Linked DNA regions of Mus musculus: region 2 is linked to region 1. The links are chromatin contacts, called in public HiChIP or PLAC-seq maps. All regions are on one chromosome and are shown on one strand. Each heading gives the region's core, a stretch centred on a gene start, on an enhancer-like site or on the middle of the called end of the contact. The rest is flanking DNA. Distances are from core to core; before and after follow the strand shown. Region 1 holds the start of Zfhx4 (zinc finger homeodomain 4). Region 2 overlaps Zfhx4 (zinc finger homeodomain 4).

Region 1 (4,236 bases), core at 441-2,940:
TAGTTGCTGAATGCAAGCAGCTTTTCAGATATGGGCCTAGGTCTGATCTTGCAGGGAGGAGTATAATTTTATCCACACAGATGTTTTGTTCTATTTGCATTTGTCCTAGGATGTAAGGCGTATACACTGATAGGACAAGGGTATTAGACCCAGGAAGACATATTTACTGTCTCTGAACTCTCAGTGATGTGCTACAAATCTTGCTGTTGCTATAAACCTTGTTTGGTACCTTTGGTTTTTAAGGACTAAAACAAGGTTTTGAAGCAGATCCTGGCAATCCAAAACTTCAAAGGCCTGTCAGCTCAGAAGTGGCTGGTGCCTCACCTGCTCAGGAAGCTGGGCAGCACTGGTGTTTCCTGTTTGCAGCTCATTTGATTGGTTACTCTTATTTTCATTATATGATTCCAGGTTTTAAAATATTACATAGATGGTGTCTACTTATGACCTCTTGTGTAGTAGTGTATCAAGATGCAATTCATATATATATATATACAGATATATTATATATATATATATATATATATATATATATATATATATATATATCCCACATTCAGTAGGGGGTATTTAAAAGTATGTCTATTCCGAGTGTTAGTTAATTATCTTTTAATGAAAGTGTCACTCATATTCACATCTGTAATATTGGAAAGAGATAATTAGATTTTCAAATGAGAATCAGGCACCTTAAATTTTGCACCAGAAAATACCAAATATATTTCACTCTAATGAGATCTGTATTGGGGTTTTAAAATTCATCATAATGTGCTTCCAGAAAGATAACTGAACAGTCTAGAAAGATGAAAGCTTTTCTTCCATAAGTCCTTTTAAACCATTACATTCAACTTATGCGATTCTGATAAAATATTCAAGAATATTACATAAAATCTAGGCTGTACCCTAGTATCACTCTTACAACCCGAACTTACTCTCATTTGGAAGTTTACTTTGACTAAACTAACCACTTCCACCTCCCTTGTAGGTTTTCTCTAGCGTAAATGCAAGTGCAAGATATAGTTTTAAATAGAATGCCTGAGGATCCAGAGAGAAATCTCTCCTTTGAAAGAGGTTGAACTGGGTGTTGTTTGCTCACACTGACTGGCACTCTTTATTTACATACATCTGCATATTTGCTCAGGCCTTAGTATTTAGCTGTTAAAGTACTTCTGAGTGCGTAGTAGAATAAACCAACCCAGAGAAAAGCTCTTAATTACCTTGACTTGTATTTCTCCTTAAAGCTCCCTGGTAAACATATCTTTGGTGTGAGAGTAATTATTTTGCCTGGGTTTTTTTTTTTTTTGTTTTTGTTTTTGTTTTTTTTTTTTTTAATCTAGAACTCTAAAAAGGCATTTCTTAGGAATGAGTTGTGCTTTTATATTCTTCTCTTTGCTGTCTCTGTGTGAGAGTGTGTTCGTGTGTGTCTAATGAAGTTTGAGAGTTGTGCGCAGGGGCGCATGGGGTGCGAGCCCCGGAGGTCCCCATCCTCCGTCTCCTTAGTCGCCTCGTCCAGGGCTCCAGCCGCAACGCTAGGAGCCCTGGAAGTCGCGAGGCTCCCAGGCTGCTTTGAGTCCTGGCTGCGCGTCATTTGCAGTCTGGGGAATGTTGATCACCTCACTAATTACACCTCTCCCCCCTCCCTCCCCCTCTCCCTCGCTCTCCTCTCTCATTCCCAGAGTGCATATCGGGAATAGACACACAAAGACATGCGCACTCAACTTAATCAGCCATTTTTTTTAAACAGGGCTAAAACGATAATAATTAGCAGAATAAAGACATATCGGATTTTCATTTCCTTTCCTCCTTTTCCCAACCCCTTCACAAGCAAACAGCGAGACCGCGGTCGGCACATGCTTTAACTCCTCCCGGAACCCCGAGGACCGCTCCGTGCTCCCCACTTTTTGCTCCAGCGTTTTTATTTTCACCCAATAAAGTTCGAGGATTATTTTTTTATTTTTTATTCTTTTTAATGAACCCTCTCGTTTTACTTGGATGTGATCAGCTGTACGTAAAATAAAAGCAAAACAAAAAAGAGGCGAAGATCGAGTAGGAACTGCAGGGAAATGGAAAGTAAGTTTTTTCTTTAACTTTTATTGAGTAGTTTGTGTTAAATTTAGGTCGAGTATCGATTATCTTTCCAGCCTGATCTTGCACAATCTTTGATATTTCGCTCACTCTCTCTCCCTCTCCCTCTCCGCCTCTCTACCCCTAGATCGCTTGCTACCGCTCGCCCTAGCACACGTACCCTCATCCCGACCACCTCTTCCGCTCTGCCCCCCTTTTCCATCTCTTTCCCCCGTTTTTTTTTTGGCTCAAAGATTTGCTCTGCTGAGGGAGGGAGAAGGCACAGGCGGAGGGGGGATTGGGGCTGGAGGTGGGGGGGAGGCATGCTTTTCAAGATTTAACTTTTGTATTAAGTGACTTTCGGCCGAGCAGTTTTCTGTCTTTTTCTCAGTCTTTTCGGGTTCTGCTTTCCTCGGGAGCCGGAGACACTCTGGTGATCCGGCGAAGCTGTCATTTCGGCAGCGGCTCGGACATTATCTGGGGTCCTCGCTCGCTCCGCGTCCCTGCACCCCATCGAGATGATGTTTCCTCTGCACACATTCTCCGAAAGTTTGGACAGTGGTCGGTGGGGCTCGCAGCCCCCCTCTCCTCTCCTCTCCCTTGATCCTCCCCTGTACTCTTCTCGGTTTCCTTTTCATCTTCCTTTTCCCTTCTCCACCCTTTCTCAAGTTCCCGAAGGGCACTCACTGCGCGGGGCTGTGGCAGGCCAGGGCTGGTGCGCGCGAGGCGCCGGGCCCGGGAGGATGGGCGAGCGCGGGGCTTGGCTGCAGGTAGACACCGGTCTGCGGAGCGCGGCCGGCAGCGGCAGGCCCTGGCGGCTCTTGGCTGCACGGGCGCTGCGGACCTGGTAGGTCCGTTAGGAGGCGGGATCTCCCGGCCTATGTCCGCAGACCTGGGAGTGGAGGCAGCTCGCCCCGGGGTTTGGGGATTGATCGCCACACTAAGAGGACACCCGCGGCTGGAGATCAAGAGCCTTTGCTTTCTTTTTTGGTAAAGGGCAAGGGTGTGTGTGTGTGTGTGTGTGTGTGTGTGTGTGTGTGTGTGTGTGTAAAGGAGATGTGGCTGACTGTGGGAATTGATGCATTTTACACACACACACACACACACACACACACACACACACACTCACTACAGGGTTCCATGTCTGCAAATGAACTTCACCTCCTCAGCTTCAGCTGGCACCAAGCATGCCTTCTGACCTGATATGATCAGTTAGGCTACCAGGGGCTGGAGTGAGCCTGGTCTCGCTTCTTTTCCTTTTCCTTTTCCTTTTCTTTTCTTTTCTTTTCTTTTCTTTTCTTTTCTTTTCTTTTCTTTTCTTTTCTTCTCTTCTCTTCTCTTCTCTTCTCTTCTCTTCTCCTCTCCTCTCCTCTCCTCTCCTCTCCCTCCCCTCCCCTTCCCTCTTCTCTCCTTTCCTTTCCCTTCCCTTCCCTTCCCTTCCCTTCCCTTCCCTTCCCTTCCCTTCCCTTCCCTTCCCTTCCCTTCTCTTCTCTTCTCTTCTCTTCTCTTCTCTTCTCTTCTCTTCTCTTCTCTTCTCTTCTCTTCTCTTCTCTTTTTTTCCTCTCTCTCTCTTTCCCCCTCCCTCCCTCCGTCCCTTTCCATTCCTTTTGCTCTTTTCTATCAGAAAAAATAAAATAAAATTTTTCTATAATTGTATAAAAGTTCCTCAGTGATGGCCAAGTTCCGGAATGTTCCCCCATCTTGCCCCCTCTCCCAGAAGACCATGCATTGGTTATTTCTTTTGTTACCTGTGATCCAAGCGAGGGGCTCCTTGAAGCGCTGGGTCTAGGGTTCGGCCCAGATATGAGGCTCCAGAGGAGCCTTCCGCTGTGTCTCCACAGTTCCGTGCGCCGTTCTGGAGAGGTTTTAGCTACCTTTCGGTGAGACACCCTCTTTGTAGGTACCAAAGGTTCAGATCACAAACATGGACACCCCCCCCCCAAACACACACACACACACACACACACACACACACACACACTCACAGTCAACACTCACAGAACACACATTCGCCCCACTCCCCCCACCTCTAGCCCCAACCTTGCCTTCACTTTCCCCCTCCCCCAAAAAGCACACACAGAACAACATCCCCCACCAGCACCAAACAAAAACCCAAAGACAAGTTCAGTGGACGAAGATGGTGTATTGACACTGACTCAGACAGAGGCAGGTTCACCA
Region 2 (4,236 bases), core at 740-3,239, 130 kb after region 1:
ACTGATTCATCAAGCATGGGAGCTGCCGGTTTATGAAATTCATTGCTCCAGGCAAATGTATTTTTAAAATTCAAAAGACAAAGCAAGTCACAAGGGTTATTTAGTAATCAGCGTGAATCACTTCTAGGTAAGAACGTTAGTGGAAAGGAATTAAAAATCCATTTGCTGTACAGGAAGCTTTATTGCAGTGGAGGATATAATTTGAACACTGCCCATCTAAAAGTCTTATTTTCACCACGTTTACTTGAATTCCACCTCATTTTTAAAATCAAAATTATAAAATACATCCTGATGGAATCATGAGTTGAGGAAGACCGTGTCATATTCATAGGACATGTGTTTGCATCTTCTCGGGTGCCTCTCCTGCAGAAGGAGATTTTGTTTATTCAAATGGACATGTAAAGAGGAGAGGCACAATATAAAGTCGTCATTCTTTCATATTTACAATAAGAATGTTTCATTTCTTCTTGTGTATTGATGTCCCAAGGCAGTGCTCCAAATGAAAAGATAATAACTTATGAAGAAGTGTCAAAAACTAATTAAGTTTTGTAAGTTGTTTTTCCCTCTCGCAGGATATATTTTTCATCACACTGTCCAGTCACATGCTGAGATTCTTGCTAACATTATCACATGCCAGTCACACCAAGTCTCAGTGGTGCCTCTCCTTCTGTCATTATTTTCAGCATCAATTAATTTTCTTCTGACCTCGCCTTTAGAGAAGGTATCAGAGAATCATCAGTACACGCTTTGCAGTCTATTTTGAAGGCATTAGGCCACTGTGTGCATTCAAAAATGGAGTCAGCCAAACATTATATTTTCTCACCTGCAGGGTTGCCTAGTAACCTGAATTAAGGATTTTCACCAACCCTTCAAGACAAATAAACACAACTGGAAGGCACATTGACCCAGGTGGAAGAGTCAGACCTATTGATGGAGAGCAGAATTGTGAACAGCCAATAGGAAACAAAGACTCTCATTAACATTCATTGTGGAAACTGTTTCCATAACTAAGTAAATCTGTTTCACCAGGCTAAGAGAACAGGATTCTCTCTTACCCATTTTCAAGTGTTTATTAAGCCATGTTTAGATGCTCCCTCTCATCTGGATATCTTTTTTCTTCCTTCCTTCCTTCCTTCCTTCCTTCCTTCCTTCCTTCCTTCCTTCCTTCCTTCCTCCCTCCCTCCCTCCCTCCCTCCCTCCCTCCTTCTGTTCTCTCTCTCTCTCTCTCTCTCTCTCTCTTTCTTTCTTTCTTCTTCGAGTTTAGAGTGGATCATTTCTATTTCCTTAATGAAGTATTGATTAGATTGTGAAAATATTAAAACAGCACCTAGAAATGCTTCCTTGTCATGGTGTGAATATAGGTTCCAGTACTGCCTCTCTGCTTTCCCTGTGCTGCTAAGTATGGAGGCCACCTATAGGCAGTTGCATCTCTCAGCTTTCCCTGGATTGCTGAAAGCAAGGAGATTTCTCAGTTGGTCCTTTGTTAGTGGGAAGCAAGATGAGAGTGTCTCTGGAGGTGGGGGATCCTTTGTGACACTGCCACTGTGTGTCCGTGAGAGTTGCTTTCCTTCAGGAGTATGTGTATGAGGTGTGTGTGTCGTGGCGGGGTGGGGAGTGGGGTTCAGGTAGGCTAAGGGGCTGTTCTCTCAGATGGTACGGAGAGAGGTGCGAGTGCAATTAGGATGTTGGTGCTTCCTGACATGCTTCTGCAAATGATGGTGTCAGGCCATCCAGGGCCTGAGGGTGGCAGAAGTGACATTCACCCCAGCAAGATGGAAATAAATGCCCTGTTTGATAAGAGAAAACAGACAATTTATGTCCACCCTGAAGAGTTACCAGCTACTGAGCTGTTCCTGTGGGTCAAGTGCCACATTTGCATTTTGATGGGATGTTATCAAGTAATTAATGCACCAGTCAGGATTTATTACCTCAGGAGTGAACTGAAAGGTTCATTACAAAATCGGTTTCACTTGAAGATAGGCATTTCCTCAGAGTTAGCTTTTGACATGTTGTTCCTCATTCTCTCTGCCTGTGGCAGCCATAGTGGAAGGCCAGTGAGGTGAAATTCATTGCTTAATAAGGGCATTCACTTTGGGTATTCTTCTGATAATAAATGTATACATCAAGGCTGCACTGCCTTGTCAGTTTAATTGCTTCTTGTGCTCCTTAACAAGCCAATCTTAATCAGTCTGGACCACGTTATGAATAATTTAGGGATCAGCAGACTTCACGCTTAATAAGATGTACTAGATTATAAAACTTAAGTGCACTGTTTATAGAAAGCATGCAAAACACTTTTAGTTTTTATTAGTGGCAAGTAAAAAACAGGCAGTGAGTTATTCTAACATTTGCAGTTTGCGAGCAACAGCTGTGTTTCTTAATGCTGCAACCCCCTCCACTTTTGTTGAAGGCCACAGTTTGGCCTCTCGAGCCTTCTAAGCCTCAGTAGACATAATGGGAAATTTGAGCAGGCTATGAGATTAAAGCTTCCAATCGATGGCCAACCAGCAATTGCCATTTTAGAAAACATTCTTTTATCTTTTTAAATGTAAAACAGACCCTATTTTCAATCTGTTTCCGAGGCCAAATTACCTTGCCATTGTTGTTGTTGTTGTTGTAGCACACATGAAATTTTAACTTAATTGAAAGAGTGAATGGACATGAAGCCTTCTAAATTTCCTTAGGAAGAAAGAAAGGAAGGAAGAAAGGAAGGGAGGGGAGGAGGGAGAGAGGGAGGGAGAGAGAAAGAGAAAGAGAGAGATTTTTCCATGGTCTCACAATGCATTTGTCATTTTAGACTGACTTCTCATGATGCTTAAGAAAGAGAGAGTTTTTGTCAGCATCCAACAGAAAGGTTTAGCCTTAAAAAGGAATGGCAGGAATGTATAAAATGAGAAGAATGAACAAATCTCTGTAAGGTTATTAAGATTTCTGCATTTAATAAATACAGCTTGATTTAAAAGGACTGTTTAACCGTATTGTTTTAAAGGAACTTTCTGTCCTCCATTTTACCTCAACATTTGTGAGCTATAAGTCGTCCAGAGAGTAATGCATCATTCAGTTTATGACATCTAATAAAGACCTATTGCAAGCATTAGAACCAGGTGTTTCAACCATATTCCTTCAGCTTCTGGCCTATTGTTCTTTTCTAGCTGAAATGGAAAAAATTCTGTTTGGTCCAGCTTCACTTTTGTCAGTTTTATTTAAGTCAAGACACATTCTAATAATCACATTCTCTCATTTGGCATTAATGCAAATAATAAAATGTATTTGTGGTGGGAGTGTGCTCGTACTGACTGAGCAAGGGCCAACCCACCGATATACATTGCAGAAACAGTGCATTTTTTAGTAATTTGTGGAAGTATTAAAAGGATGGTATTGTTGGAAGTACATTTATGAAACAAAAATCCTCATGGCAGTAAATGAAAATGACTTCAAACCTATTCGTCAACCTATAGCTGGGCCATCATGCGCCTTTGTTCTTGGGCAGGTTAATAGAGATTGAGGAGATGGGCAGAGGAAAAGCAGTACAATTTTCTGCTATTTAAGCTTGGCGAAATGGCACTCTTCAGGAAGCAGGGAAAAGTATGAAAGCGTAATAGGCATTTTAAAAGTAGAAGTCCATATAGCTGCTTGAGGGATTCTCAGATTTAGGCATGCATGGAATTGCCAATGAGATAATCAGCATTGTGAAATTGAAACCTGTCTGCTGCCTGCTGCTGTTCTTCCCTCTTTCAGTGGAGTGATTTGTAACACTCATCTTCTCCAGGCAAGGAAGGCTTCAAGATTATCCAGAACTGTCAATAGTAATTGCCAAAGTATTTTATTACCTACAGAAAATCAAAGGAATTTTATAACCAACAGTTATCAAGTTTCAATACACGGTATAAAGAGAGCAATTTTAGTTGGAATACAATCGTGTTTGGCTTGCTTTAATGTTCTGAGACAATTCCTGTGCAACCAACTACAACAGTCACTGTATTTAAGCTAGAGGCAAGAATACGTATATGTACTAGTAGCATTAAAAAAATACACAATGCCTACAGGCTTCTACAAGCAAGTGGTTTTTAATTGCCACACAAACTCTGCCTTAGCTAATTACTTCTGCAAAGAAAGAGTGTTTTGTGAAACTCAAGATGACATTTGAAGTTGTGCTATTAAAAAAATATGGTTTAAGTGGTGCATTCCCTGTATAGAGTGTGTTATGAAATGTGCCTTTGAGTTAGAAAATGTGAC

What was found. HiChIP or PLAC-seq counts read pairs in DNA pulled down with a chosen protein or histone mark.
Region 2: a contact with region 1 is called in an H3K4me3 HiChIP or PLAC-seq map of neural tube, with 2.6 times the contacts expected there. The contact joins the enhancer-like site here to the promoter of Zfhx4 in region 1. A contact is called at or near these places in 3 of 39 promoter capture datasets (the 3T3-L1 cell line, 3T3-L1-derived adipocytes and liver), 8 of 484 Hi-C or Micro-C datasets (3T3-L1-derived adipocytes, the AML12 cell line, adipose-derived mesenchymal stem cells and 5 more), 8 of 115 datasets of contacts at active chromatin or transcription factors (craniofacial prominence, embryonic forebrain, embryonic hindbrain and 5 more) and 3 of 9 other capture datasets (adipose tissue, embryonic stem cells and liver).

What each region holds. Positions count from the first base shown.
Region 1 is chr3:5,216,864-5,221,099 of GRCm38.p6, forward strand. It overlaps Zfhx4 (zinc finger homeodomain 4), which reads left to right and starts at 1,691. Exons shown (of 11, transcript NM_030708.2): 1 at 1,691-2,064. It overlaps 2700069I18Rik (RIKEN cDNA 2700069I18 gene), which reads right to left and starts at 3,960. Exons shown (of 3, transcript NR_045905.2): 1 at 3,807-3,960.
Region 2 is chr3:5,347,747-5,351,982 of GRCm38.p6, forward strand. The region is part of intron 4 of Zfhx4 (zinc finger homeodomain 4); the gene reads left to right. Among named protein-coding and RNA genes, the nearest start is that of 2700069I18Rik, 130 kb to the left of the region's middle. RefSeq lists an enhancer at 633-3,715. Within about 2 kb of position 1,990, at least 35 of the 459 cell types and tissues checked have an H3K27ac peak or open chromatin away from gene starts, as enhancers often do. A contact at or near this core is called in neural tube, where this site is marked.